Regions from separate parts of the Ovis aries genome. Here region 2 is linked to region 1. Evidence: chromatin contacts called from public Hi-C data. All regions are on one chromosome and are shown on one strand. Each heading gives the region's core, a stretch centred on a gene start, on an enhancer-like site or on the middle of the called end of the contact. The rest is flanking DNA. Distances are from core to core; before and after follow the strand shown. Region 1 has its middle 18 kb from the start of NAPG. Region 2 holds the start of PIEZO2 (piezo type mechanosensitive ion channel component 2).

The links. A called contact is a pair of places that touch in the nucleus more often than the background predicts.
Region 2: a contact with region 1 is called in a Hi-C map of hypothalamus, with 8 times the contacts expected there. The contact joins the promoter of PIEZO2 here to the enhancer-like site in region 1. A contact is called at or near these places in 8 of 16 Hi-C or Micro-C datasets (hypothalamus, liver, mesenteric adipose tissue and 4 more).

What each region holds. Positions count from the first base shown.
Region 1 is chr23:42,703,093-42,709,663 of ARS-UI_Ramb_v3.0, reverse strand. No RefSeq gene overlaps it. Among named protein-coding and RNA genes, the nearest start is that of NAPG, 18 kb to the right of the region's middle. Within about 2 kb of position 4,068, at least 3 of the 54 cell types and tissues checked have an H3K27ac peak or open chromatin away from gene starts, as enhancers often do. A contact at or near this core is called in hypothalamus, where this site is marked.
Region 2 is chr23:42,964,065-42,970,635 of ARS-UI_Ramb_v3.0, reverse strand. PIEZO2 (piezo type mechanosensitive ion channel component 2) reads left to right here and starts at 3,005. Exons shown (of 52, transcript XM_042239280.2): 1 at 3,005-3,887. The coding sequence starts at 3,767.

The sequences.
Region 1 (6,571 bases), core at 2,819-5,318:
CTCAGGGACCTCAGCAGCCTTCCTGCACGTTCCAGTTGGTGAATTCTTTCTTTTAAAGACATCGGCGGGGGATCTGGAGAGAGAGCATACAGCACATTTAGGGAGGAGGGGAGAGGGACTCCCTCTCACAGGCACAGAGGTCAAGAACAACAGGATGGAAGACAAGTCCCATTGTTCAAGAAAGAGCCTCAGGTGTGGAGGAGGGAGGACACAGAAGGACACAGAGATGTAGAAGGCCCCGTCCTGCCTGTGTTGGAGGGGGACTCACCCAAAGAAGGAGGTGGCTGCCTGGGACCCCAGCCCAGCCTGTCACCACCCCATTCAGCCGGATTCTCTGATAACAAGAAGGCGTCAGCAGGCTGTAACCAGCCACAAATAAGCACCAGGACCTGCCCGGAGAATGATGGACGCATGTCCCTTAGAATGAGTCCTCTGGAGACATCTTGGAGAGGGGTGTCCCCAAGGACCTGGGCGGTGGCCCTCCTGGCCAGTGAAGAGGGAGAACTAGGCAGAGAGCCCGTGAGGCTGGCCTCACCCCTGGGGGCGCTGGTGAGCTGGTGCCCAGTGAAGGTCCAGCATCTGGATGCTTTATTCACAATTGCCAAAATCTCAGAAGCAGCCAAGGTGCCCTTTGGTAGATGATCAGATAAATACACTAGGTTAGAACCTAGATGATAGAATATTGTTATTCAGCACTAAAAAGAAATGAGCTCTCGGGACATGAAAAGACATGAAGGGAATGTACACGCATTTTACTCAGTGAAAGAAGACAATCTGAAAAGGCTACACACTGTGGGCTTCCAACTATATGATGTCTTAAAAAAGGCTACATACCATGTGCTTCCAACTGTATGATGTTCTGGAAAAGGCAGAACTGTAGGGACAGTAAGACAATTGGTGGTTGTCAGGGGTTGAGGAGGAGGGAGGGGTGAACAGGCGGAGCACAGAGGATTTGTAGGAGAGTGAATATACTGTATGATACCAGGCAGATGGATACCTGTTGTTAGAAATTTGTCCAGACCCATAGAACGTCCCACGCTGGGAGCGAACTGTAATGTGAACTACGTGTGGCCTTTGGGTGACAATGACGTCTATGTCGGGCCCTCACTTATAACAAGTGTCCCATTTGGTGGGGGATGTTGGTAATGGCATGTGTGGGGCCAAGGGTTATTGGGAATCTCTGTATCTTCCTCGTACCTCTGCTATGAACCCCAAACTGCTCTATAGAATGATTTCAATAAAAAGGCACCTGTAATGTTGATAAAAGCTCAGTGAGGGGCATGAATATGAAAGTGGAGAGAGACCTGGAATGTTCCGGTGATGCTGTTCCTCCCTGTGGAAAAACCCACGCAGGAAAGCGGAGAGAAGAGCCTCCCAGTCCTTCTTCTTTAAACCCCTTAGTTCAGTCATTAGTCCCTGATTAGCCCAGCATGTGGCTTCCTCTTGTGGCTCAGCTAGTAAAGAGTCTGCAATGCGGGAGACCTGGGTTCAATCCCTGGGTTGGAAAGATTCCCTGGAGAAGGGAAAGGCTGCCCGCTCCAGTATTCTGGCCTGGAGAATTCCATGGACCGTATAGTCCATGGGGTCGCAAAGAGTCAGACACGACTGAGCGACTTTCACTGTATTTCATACTGTGACTGTTCCACTAGATCGGGGGAAGCCAGCCTGGAGACCCCCAACTGCCCTGAGCCCATCCTCCAACACCAGCATCCTCATGGGACTCCACTGGTCAGTCTAGACTTTGTCCCCAGAAGACTCTGAAGTGGCTCTGAAACTCCATCAGTTCAGTGGTTTTTACGCTACACCACACCTAAGTCCAAACTTCTAGCCCTTATTCTGTTTCCATCACACACTGTGGTCCCAGCACTTTGTCCCGTGTTACGTCTGTGAGGCTCTGCAGAGAAATAAGATGACAACATTGAGATATCAAAGCAAAACACTAACATGGAAATACCCCAGCTTTAAATGCCAGCCTCCTTTCACAATTTTTTCCAGGGAGAAACGAAAGTTAAAATAGTACATCAATTTAAAGTCCAGGAATGAAAGAGCATGGATTAAATCCTCTCACCTTCTAAGTAACAGAGAGAACTGTGTTCTCACCTGTCCCCAACTCTTTGCCCAGGAGGAACAGAGGCCACTTCAGGGAAGCGGCTCAAGGCGTCTTCTCAGGAACTTCTGCTCCTTCAGGTGTGAATTCCACTCTACACCAAGGTTCCGATTGGGCCTCATTTTTTTTTAATAGTCCAAAAATCAGTAAGACCCACAGGGGTGCCCATAATGATCGAATTTCAAAAGCATTTCACACAAGTCCCGGCCAGTCTGGCTGTGCACAGCTAACACATGTCTCAGAAGCATGAAGGGTGTCCCCAAAACCCAGAGCAGAAGCTCGAGTAAAGCTGGAGAAGTCACACAGGTCCCAGACTGGCTGGGAAGCCTGTCCATCCAGCCAGGTGAGCAAAGTCCCAGCCCCTGACCGTGACCTTCACTCAGCGAAGAGCTGCAGCCTGATGGGAGAGGCATCCCAGCTCATGTCATGGAGCTCTACTTGGGGACAGGGCATCCAAGCCACGGATGTGGAGTAATCTTCAGAATTGCCTCCAGTTCCCTTTAAAAAAGACAGACTTCTGGACCTCACACGATGCCGCAAGTCAGACTCGGGGGCCGCGGACGAAGATCTATCAAGTGTAAACCTTCTGGGTGATGCTGACATCAGCCAGATTGGAGGACTTAGCCTCCCCATCCTGGTCCTTAGAGGTGCTCTGGAGATGCCCGCAGAGCTGAGCGGTCCTGATTCCAGGCGGAAGATTCTGCGTAAATGTGAACCCTGCTGGCCCTCCGGCCGAGCCGGCATCTACCCTGGATCCAACGTTTCATCTCCCCACCCCCACGACAGGATGCTTGTCCCTAGGCGTCAAAAGCAACTGAGAGATGAAAGCCCTGAGAAGGAAGGTCCATACCCGCATCGCATCCCTCAGCTTCCTGAGCACTTAACTTTCTCAGGTGTTGGTCAAATGCCTGATGGGAAAACTAGGTCAAGCCTATGGGGAAAACTGAAGAATTTGTGCAGCCTTATAAAATTGATGGCTGACAAGGGACGTCTCTAGGCTGGGAACCAAGTCATAACCTACCACTGGAAATATCTGCACAGCCTCACTAGTAAATGATATTAAGTGCAGTGTGGCTGGGGGCCCTCAGCCTGGGCTCTACCCTAGAGGGGGCAGTGAGTCCTCACTTGGTCTGGGCTCAGTAACATCAAGGAGGTTCTCAGACCTCAGGCAAAATCACACCCCCTCTGTCTCACCCCCACTGGATTAGACTGGAAATTATTTTGCAAAAAAAACCTACAATTGCATTAGAGAGAAGCCTAAAAGGAGCAGCCCTAAGGGAGGGGGTGTGTTGCCTTGAACTTCTGTGAAGAGTGGATGGCATCTGGAGGTGCAAGAGGAGAAGGGAGGGCCTGGGGGGTGCTTGGGCCACCAGGGACAGACACCATCTGGTACAGAGCCTGGAACACCTGGACTGACCCGATGCCTGGACTGCTGGGCCTGCCCCAATGTGCCCGCGGAACCCAGGCCCTCACTCCTTCCCAGGACACAGACCTCCAGGTGTGCAAGTGTAGACACTCAAGATCCCACCAAATAAAACTGGTTTCCATCTCCTAGCTGTTTTCTCTGATGTGTTCATCTGTTTAGATTGTTGGTACCACCTCCATCACGGCAAGCTTCTTTCAGGGAAAATTTTACATCCATCATGTTGTTCCATCTCCGCGTAGGAAGACTTTATGAGAACAGAGGCGGGTTGAGCTGTGGAAAGTTCTGGGATAACTCTCTGGATTCCAGTGCCTTTGACTGGCTGGCTGACGGCTTGGCCAGGCTGCATGCCTGCCCCTCCCCACCCCGGAGGGGCTGCCCGGAGCCTGCCCTCAGAGGCCGCCAGCACATACACTGAGTGAGCCAGGGCCAGGCCTTCCTGAAACACTAAGGATGCATCAGGGAGCCACACAGAGCTCTACTCAGTCACGAGCGATGCTGCTGGGGCACCAGGCTGATGCAAAGCGGTGAAATATTAATGAGCCTTGCAGATGGTTCATTGCTCAGCACCACCCTGTGTCTGAAGCAACTGATGACAAGCAGCCTCTGCCCTGTATCGCCCTTGGGGCAAGAAACCCAGAAAGCATATCAACTACCCCCCCCCACCCCCCGCCAAATAAAACAAAGAATCAGAAAATATCAAACAGCCAGAAAAATGAGGAGAGACCCTGTGGTGTCAGCGAGTGTCCTGAAAACAAAACCCCCATGCAGAAGGGGCAGGGGGGCCCTGCAGACAGCAGTCATGTGGGAGTCTGCCTGGGCTGCTGCCCACACTGGGGTCCAGCCAGAGTGAGCGCCAGGCTCAGGAAGGCTCTGCAGAGACACTGAGGCTGGGGGCAGGGGTGGGGCACAAGGGCCACAGGGAAGGTGCGTGGGCTTGGCACTGCTCTGTGGGCTCCTGATGAGAATGATCCAGGAAGTGAACCACAAAAAGGGATATCGGTCCAGCTTTTCCAGACATTGAAAGGATAAAGAGGTTACATATTATGAACAAATGTAGGTCATTTTACAACTTACGCAAAATGGGAAAAATCCTTTTAAGATAAGGATTGCAAAAACTGACTTCAAATAAAATTTTCAAACCTCCCCAGAAATGTTCTATGCCAATTAATAAATTGAATTCATAATTGAAAACTCTCCCAGAGAAAACTCCAGGCAAGATGAATTCACTTGTGGATTGTGGCAAAAAATTTAAAAAGAAATGCCAATCCCTACATAAAGTCTCTTAGAAAGTAGAGGAGAGAAGAATCCTCAATTCAAGGCCCATGTTACCCTGATTCCAACATCATCACAGATGCTTCAAGAAAGGGAGAAAGACAGCCCTCACAAGCTCAGACACAGAAATCTTTAACACAATTTAGCAAATCCAATTCAGCAGTGCACTAAAAAAATTCATGATCAAGTGGGCTTAACATCAGAAAAAGTCATGGTAATTCATCACATTAGCAGAAGTTCAGGTCCATCCACTAGGTACCCAGGGGAAGGGTCACCCTGAAGTGTCAGCCTTAGCCAAGTTGTACATAAAGTAAAAAGACACAAATGCCACTATGTAGGCAATAATTCAAGAAATCCATGAGCCTTTCTTGGAAAAAGAGAAATTTAGTTAATAAGGGATAAGTCAAAATCATTTTTTTTAAAAAAAGGAAAAATGATGGTTTAAAATTAGTAGTGATAAGTTCTGAAGCATTTAAATATAAATTTAAGAGTAAGTTTTTCAGACAAAAAAAAGAACAGGGATTGTGGTTAAAGAAGAAGATGTCAATGTTACAACCTCAAACATGGAAAATTAATAATAGAATCAGAAAAATATTAAGAAATAAGGGTCCGGGTGGTGCTAATTTTCCCATATTTCAGAGCAAGGAACTGACAGAAAATATCAAAAGCTGAAATAGTTACATGTGAAAGCATAAACAATCCAATGTATTTTAAATGTGAGATCTTTTAGAAATACATATCTTATTAAGAAACACATCTAAATTTCAAAATTTTTTTTAGCTTTCCTTCTCTCTCACTAAATTCCATGAAGATTAAGTGTCACACTTTTATTTACAAATAGTAACTAGGAGCCTGTCCTGAAGTGAATTCGTACCTGCTGGTCCCTTTCCCAGTTTGTCCAGAGGCCTGGAGTGATGGTCATGGAGGAAATGCTTGTTTCTGAAGATGAGACTGAAGAGAATTATTTTATTCTTTGTACTTTTGGGGTTTCTCGCTGTGCTTTTTTTTAGCACTGAAAATTACATAATTTTCATAAAACAGAAAATTACATAATTTCTATGAAACAAAACCCCAAGGAGGGAAGCAGAGCTGCATCCAGGGTGGAAATGCCCTCACCCTCTGTAGCCAGGCTGGGCACCTGGGGGCCAGTGGGCAGCAGACATTTGGGCATTTCAGCCCCGGGCGCTGAGCCGGTCCAGAGGAAACACCAGAAGTGCACACAGTCACGCCTCCCATCCCACCTGCCACTGGCTGGATGACACCAGCGGCTCCTCTGCTGTTTCCTGGAGGCACCACTGTTTTCTTTTGGAAGTGAGGGATCTGAGCCATGGAATTAAAAGCTCAGCCTAGCCTCTTCGTGAACCTCCTGGACTCTGCCGCCTGGTACCCGCCAAACTGGTGTGGAAATGTCCTCCGGGTGTGATTCCTGCCTGAGTCTCCCCCACCCCATCCAACTCACCGACACCCGCCAGGCACCCAGACCAGCGCTGTCCAAGGGGCTTTCTGTGGCCAGGGACACACAGGGCCACCCAGGGCCACCCAGCATCTCAGACGTGACAGTGTGATAATGAATGAAATAAATGAATTTTATTTCCTTTGTGTCCACTTTAACAGTTCCATGTGGCTACCGTGGGGCAGCAGGCTTGGAGGCGGGACTGCTGCTACTCTGACATCATGAGGTGCTGGGGGGTGGGGCAGAGGGACAGTCTTGGTTCCTGACAAGGGACAGCACTCTGTGCCCACGCTAGTGGGGACATTGCATATTC
Region 2 (6,571 bases), core at 1,756-4,255, 260 kb before region 1:
CAGGAAGAGTTCTTGTTTTTCAATAATAGCAAAGGCAATAGCATTAATACTAATACTAGCCACTACTATTCATTGGATGATGACTGTGCTCCAGGCATCTCTGAGGGTTCTCTCCATCTATGTAGTGCTTCCTATGAGCTAGTGTGTACTGCTTTCCTTAATGTATGGAAGAGAAATCTGAGGCATTAAAGTGTCAGTAATGACCCACCCATGTGGAGGCAGAGATGCCTGGAGTGACCAGTGCCTGATTCATCACGTGGGCAAAAGTTGGGGTCATATGCTTTAAGTGCTCATCAGATATCAAAATGCTGTATTTATAAGTATCCAATGGAGCTGATTTTCTCCTTAAAGCATTTCTACTTTGTGCCAAGTTTCAGGCAAGATCATGCTCAGATGGAGGATGAAAGTGGCTGGCCAAACAGGGCTCCTGACCAAGGGGAGCCGTGTTTTGTGGGCCAGAAAATCCTTAAAAATCAGCTGGTCTAGATATTAGCTACTGCTCCTCACACTGGGGAAATTTTAGGGTAAAACAGCCCTTGTAAAGACAACACCACTGACTACTGCCGTGCAGGCCTATATCATTGCAGCATGAAAACACAGCTCCAGAAAGGTGGCGTTGCTTGGGAGAGGCAAGTTTTGAAAACCATGGTCTGTTTCCGGAGTTCTGCATGTGAATGAGGACAGTGGTTCTCTGCTCCAACTGCACACCTGAGCACCACCTCCTAGCTTTCCCAAGCACACAGGTGTGGCGGCCGAGAACAAGTCAGAGTCAAAATCAAGGACTTTGGTTTAATGGAGAGATCCAAGGTGCCTGTAGCATGCAGCCAAGGGGAGCACAGCTTCTAGTAAAATGCAGACAACTGAAACTCCTTGAATATATGTGCGGGTGGACGAAGAAGTAGAATCCAGGTCTTAAAATCTCTAAAGACCAAATGGTCAACTTGGTACACAGAGGGGCAGGATAAGCGGGAGGTGGATTAGGGAAGATTGTGCCTCTCCTAACTGGGTATCTGAGACATTGATTTGGAGGACATCTAGAGGGACGGGGGACCCTGATGGGCTGCCGTCTATGGGGTCTCACAGAGTTGGACACGACTGAAGTGACTTAGCAGCAGCAGCAGTAGCAGACAGGTCTAGGTCCTGTCTATTGGACAGGACATAGTCAAAGCCATGGTTTTCCAGTAGTCATGTATGGATGTGAGAGTTGGACCATTAAGAAGGCTGAGCACTGAAGAACTGATGCTTTTGAATTGGAGAAGACTCCTGAGAGTACCTTGGACTGTGAGGAGATCAAATCAGTCAATTCTAAAGGAAATCAACCCTGAATATTCATTGGAAGGACTGTAGTTGCTGAAGCTGAAGCTCCAATACTTTGGCCACCTGTTGAGAAGAGCTGACTCATTGGAAAAGACACTGATACTGGGAAAGATTGAGGGCAGGAGGAGAAGGGGGCGACAGATGGTTGGATGGCATCATCAACGCAATGGACTTGAGTTTGTGAAGCCTGGTGTGCTGCAGTTCATGGGGTCGCAAAGAGTTGGACATGACTTAGTGACTGAACAGCAACAAGAAAAAGGCAGTGTTGGAAACCTACCAAGAACACCTACCAAGAACACGACGAAATATTCAGAGTAAACAGAATTCATGTGGTGACACAGTGTTACATAAAATTCAGGAGGGCTTTGTGACCTCCTAATTGGGTTCCCAAAACAAGTTGTACCAGAGAGATGGAGAGAGGGAGAGCCAGAGGACACCACCTATGAGCATCACAGTGCTAGATTTGGAAAACAGGTGCAGATTGTCATCAGGCTTCTACAAAACACAATTCCTGGGAGAGGACAATGATTTGCTTAAGTTCCTGTTGTCTTCTTTAGGCCTAGTGCAGTGTACATCGACATTCGGAGTTTCGGGTGGCAAAACTTCTTGAGGATGCTAGAATACAAGGATGGTCTAAGTTTCGGTGTGTCTTTGCAAGATCTGACTGCATCAGGCTTCATAAAAAAGTGTTGGTTCACAGTGTATTTGTCTTTCTCAGGGAATTTGTGAAGCTATTTGGGCTCAAAATGCAAGCTTACTGTATCTCTAAAGGGAGACCTTGTTGGTTATCACAGAGAACTAAGGTTTGTGTAAATTTCCATCAGCAGACTTTTCCATCATCAAACACCAGTTCAAGCCCAGAAGGCTGGTGGAAGTCAAAGTCTTGCCTCTCTGCCCTCCTGATGGAAATGCCAGTTTTGAAGGGTCCTCCCTATACGTCAGATCACCTGTTTCAGGTCTCCAGGGTCCCCTCAGTGACAAAACTGCTGGATAATTGAGAAAAGAGCATCTCCCAGCTAGAACCAGGTGTCTCTAGATCTTACCTAGAGAAAGAGAAAACAGGGGTTATGAGTAGAGAAGAGAAACAGTATACTCTCTTCCTAGGGGCCACGACAAGCAACAAACCCGAGGCGAAAACAAGACGTCTCCAAAATCTACTAAGTGGGCGCGCATCTGATCCCTATGTCCACTCGCAGATTTCCCAGTGACTTAATGAATTTGGAAAGACCCAGGATTTCCCAGAGCCCGGTCAAAGCTGAAACTTCTCGCTCTGTTCAGAATGCGCAAGCACACTGGTCTGGGCGAATCCTCTTCCTCCCAGTGCGTGCAGGTGGGCACGTGCGGACCTAGCACAGTGACAGTCGCGCCAACTTCTGCTCTTCTGTCGCCTGTGCACAATTCCTGGAGCCTTAAAGGACTCCCCGGGTGGGGGGTGAGCTCAGGGCCGCGCCCTGGGGAACGGATGGTTCCTTCAGTCTGCAAAAGGACAGGACCCAGCGACGCTGAGGGTCCGGGGAGCGAGCGCGCCAAGCCCACCGCTCGCAGGCGGGGCTACCCTGCCCTGGGTCCCCGCACTCGGGCCCTGCGCCGGCCTCCAGCCGTCCAGGGGCGGGACCCCGCGCCGCCCCGAGCCGCCTCCCATTGGCCGGCGCGCACGCCCGTCCGCGAGCGCGGCTTCGAAAGTTTCATTGAAGGTGGAGAAGTGCGCGCCCGCCCGGAGCCGGGGCTGCGGCGCCAGGGCGAGGCTGCACCGCGCGGGGCGGGGGCGCGCTGGCCGCCGGGCGGCGTTCGTTTTTCATTTTATTTCTTTAAGTGGAGGCCGAGGAGGAGCGAGTGGAGGCTGCCCCCTCGCGCGCCCCGCTGCCGACCCGTTAGGGAGCCCCGAGCAATCGGGAATGGTTACGCGAGTCCGGCCGCCCGCGCCCCGCTGTCTCCGGCCCGAAGCCCGGGGGCGCAAAGGCTGAACCGAAGACTGCTGAGGGAGCCACCGCGGGGCCGCTCCGGGCCAGGGCCGCTCCGGGAGCTCAGGCCGAACGAGGGCCGCGTCGTCACCTCTATTCTGAGAAGACTCCACGGAGAAGGCTCCCCGCTGCCCGTGAGGGACATCGCAGGAGCCGCCAAAAGGACAGCACGCCCTCTTCTCCCCTTTTCTCGCCGCGCCGCCTCGCGGGACCCTCTCGAAGTGCCTGGTCCCCGGCTCTGGCCTCCGGCACCGGCTGCAGAAACCTCCGGCACCGGATCGGGGAGTCCACACTGGATGGGCCGGCCGTGAGGGGTCGGGCGCCCGACGAGGGGGCTTCCTAGGGCCTGGTGAACGGCGGCCGGGAGAGCGGAGAGGCGCGGCCAGGAAAGCGGAGAGCGCGCCCTCGGGGCGCACGGCGCCGCGGCTCTAGCCGAGGCGATGCCCGGGCGGCTGCGAGCCGCCGGCCGCAGGAGGCCCTAGGCGGGCATGGGCTTGGCACCCCAGTCCTGGAGACCCTTTGCTCGGACTCGCGGGACCGACGCGATGGCCTCGGAAGTGGTGTGCGGGCTCGTCTTCAGGCTGCTGCTCCCCATCTGCCTGGCAGTAGGTGAGTGTTTCCCTCTCTCCGAGGGTCCAGGGGAGGGGAGGGGGCGCCTGGGGAGGGGGCGGGCTTCAGAGCAAACCCAGATCACTAGCTCGCGTGCCCGAGACCCGGTTCGGGGAGTCAGCTCCATGCTCTGGGTGCGGAAGCCCGGCGCTTTCAATTCTCGCTCTGGGGCGCACGAACCGGGTCTGCATGATCAGGGTCTTAACCGTCTAGCTTCACAGTCCTGGCGGCCAGCTCGGCCAGTGCTGGAGACGGAGCTGAGTTTAGTAACACACAGAAATTTCTGTGGAGTGCCGAGCCGTGCACAATGGATGCGAATCCGCCTGAAAGGTAGTTGTAGACCCCTTCCCAGGTTTGTACAAGAGCACCCTCCCGGTCCCTGGACGCAGGACGCTCGGGCGCATCCAGAGGGTTTCTATGCCACCTCTGCCCCGTCCCGTGTCCCAGCCCCTGGGGGGAAGAAGGAAAGGACTCGGGTCGCGCGGGGAAGCGGTGCCCTGAAGTTGCTGGCTTTACTCACACAAAAGCCTCTACAACAAAACTGCTGGACGCAGAGGCTGCGGAAACGGAGGCCCAGCTCCGCTCCTGCGCGGTCCAGACGGATCTGTAACTGCGCTGGGACTCCGAGGTTTAAGCGAGGACAGAGGGAGCCTCCCGGATTCCCAGGCAAGGATCTCACTGTTTTTATGCGGCCGGTAGGGCGTGAAAAGCCACCGGCCTTCAGGTCTAAAGACACCCGCGGGGCGCGAGCTTGGAGTGAGAGGGGCCCAATTTCTCCTCTAGTAGAAGTGCCACACTGAACCCCGCCAAGATGACTCTGGGCGCCTAGCCCTCACCTGTTCCCACTGGAGCTAGAAAAGAGGACATGTCTTAGCAAGTAGCAATTGCGTTTGCAAGGAGAGCCAGACCCATGCGGAAAAAGCCACCTTTGTCCATTTTGCCAGAGGTGGAGGGTCAAGGTCACGCCTGTGCTAAATGGGGACGTAATCGGAAGGGGGCTTAGATGGATTTCCTGAGGGCTGACCCCAGCTCCTGGGGGGATTATGTGGCCGAGTATTGACACACAAGAAACCTGCGCGGAAAACCGAGAAGGCTCGCGGAGAGGCGACAGGCCTGGTCCCTGGGCAGGAGGAGGGGCCAGTGATGAGGCGGTCGCGGCCTCTTTGCCACTCGAGTTTCCGGGCAGGACCCTTCTGCCGGCATCTTTGTCCTTGACCATCGCTCTGCCGGCGAGGAGCGCGGCTCCCACGAAGCTCCTATGGGCGTCTGTCCCCTCCAGTTTACTTGAATTTGGGAAGGATAGAGCCTTTGGCAAATCGATCAGGGACACTGTGCGGCTGCTTCGCAGGTCGCGTCCTGTCCAGGGACCGCGTGTCTCTGCAGGGCCTGACACCGCGCCCGGCTTAAGCGGGGGCTTTCGGTGTGGGGCCGATTCGTGTAGTCAGTGAGGTGGGGAGTGGCTCTGCCCCATCCTGCGCGTCCCTCCGGCCCCACCTCCCTGCCCCCCCCTCCCCCGGGCTCGGAGGGGTGGCAGCTCCTGGGGACTGCCGGTAGTTACCTGCGACGCACACCTAGCGGAGCGATAGGACAGCAGCGATTACCCGCTGATGGCCGGCGACCTCGCGCTGAACTTGGCAGCTGCAGAGCCCGCCGGCTTCCCCTGGAGGTCCGCGGCCTCTCGGGTGGGGTCGCGTCATTCCAACTCATCTTGGGGGTCTACACCGCAAAACCCTTCAGCAGGAGGGTTAGCTTTGCGCCCTCGAGGGCCAGGCACCGCGCACTTTCCAGCTTTGGAGCCCGAGGCTCGAGGCGAGAACCATAGGCTCCCCCGGGCGCTTGTAAGAGCGGGGACAACGGTCGTGCGGGTGGGATCCCGCCATCGTTCGGGGCTGCTTCGTCCCTCCCCTGGCCTCCTCCCAGCGCCCCTGAGCCCCACGATGCGGTCATCGCCGGGGGCCCACTGGGGCCCAGCCACGCTCGATAGGTGCGGGGACTCGCACGTGCGCCCCACGGGTCCCCGACCTTCCCGGCGGGAGAGCTGCATCCCGGAGCCGAGGACGACCGGGCCGCCCGCGGTCCAGCATCCTGGCTCTAGCCTCGCCGCCTTCCCTTTCCAGCCCAATCCTCAGGATTCCCTCCGCCCTCCGGGTGCAGGGAGGGGAACCCGGGGTGTGCGAGTGTGTGTGTGTGTGTGTGTGGCTGCGCACCTGGGGCGTGCGAGTGTGACTGTGTGTGGGGGCGGGCTGCTTGCACTGAGTGGGGCCTTAGGTTATCTCTCGTTGCTCCCGGTCCCCCGGGGAGGAAGGGGAAGGACTGGGACCTCGGACCTCAGACTTCCGCCCCACCCCCTAACCCGCCCCACTGCCTGGATGAGAGCAGAGCTCCAGGGAGGACCAGAGCACTGATTCCCGCCACTGACCCCTCACCGCTTGGTGAGGAAAGACAACCCACTTCCGACGGCTGGTGCGCACCTTCTAGTCTTTGTACTTTAACTGCAGGACGCGAGGCTGCTCGGTGGGTGTTGCTTGATGTAGGCATTCAATTCTCTTCTACAGGAAGTGGATGTTTTCAAGGTTATTGGAGGGTTTTCAGGCTCCCCGGCTCCCAGGGTGCTACTAAATCAAATATTCAGATTTCCCTAATATCCTGGACATGGAGAGTGCAGTGATCCGCTTGCCATTAGA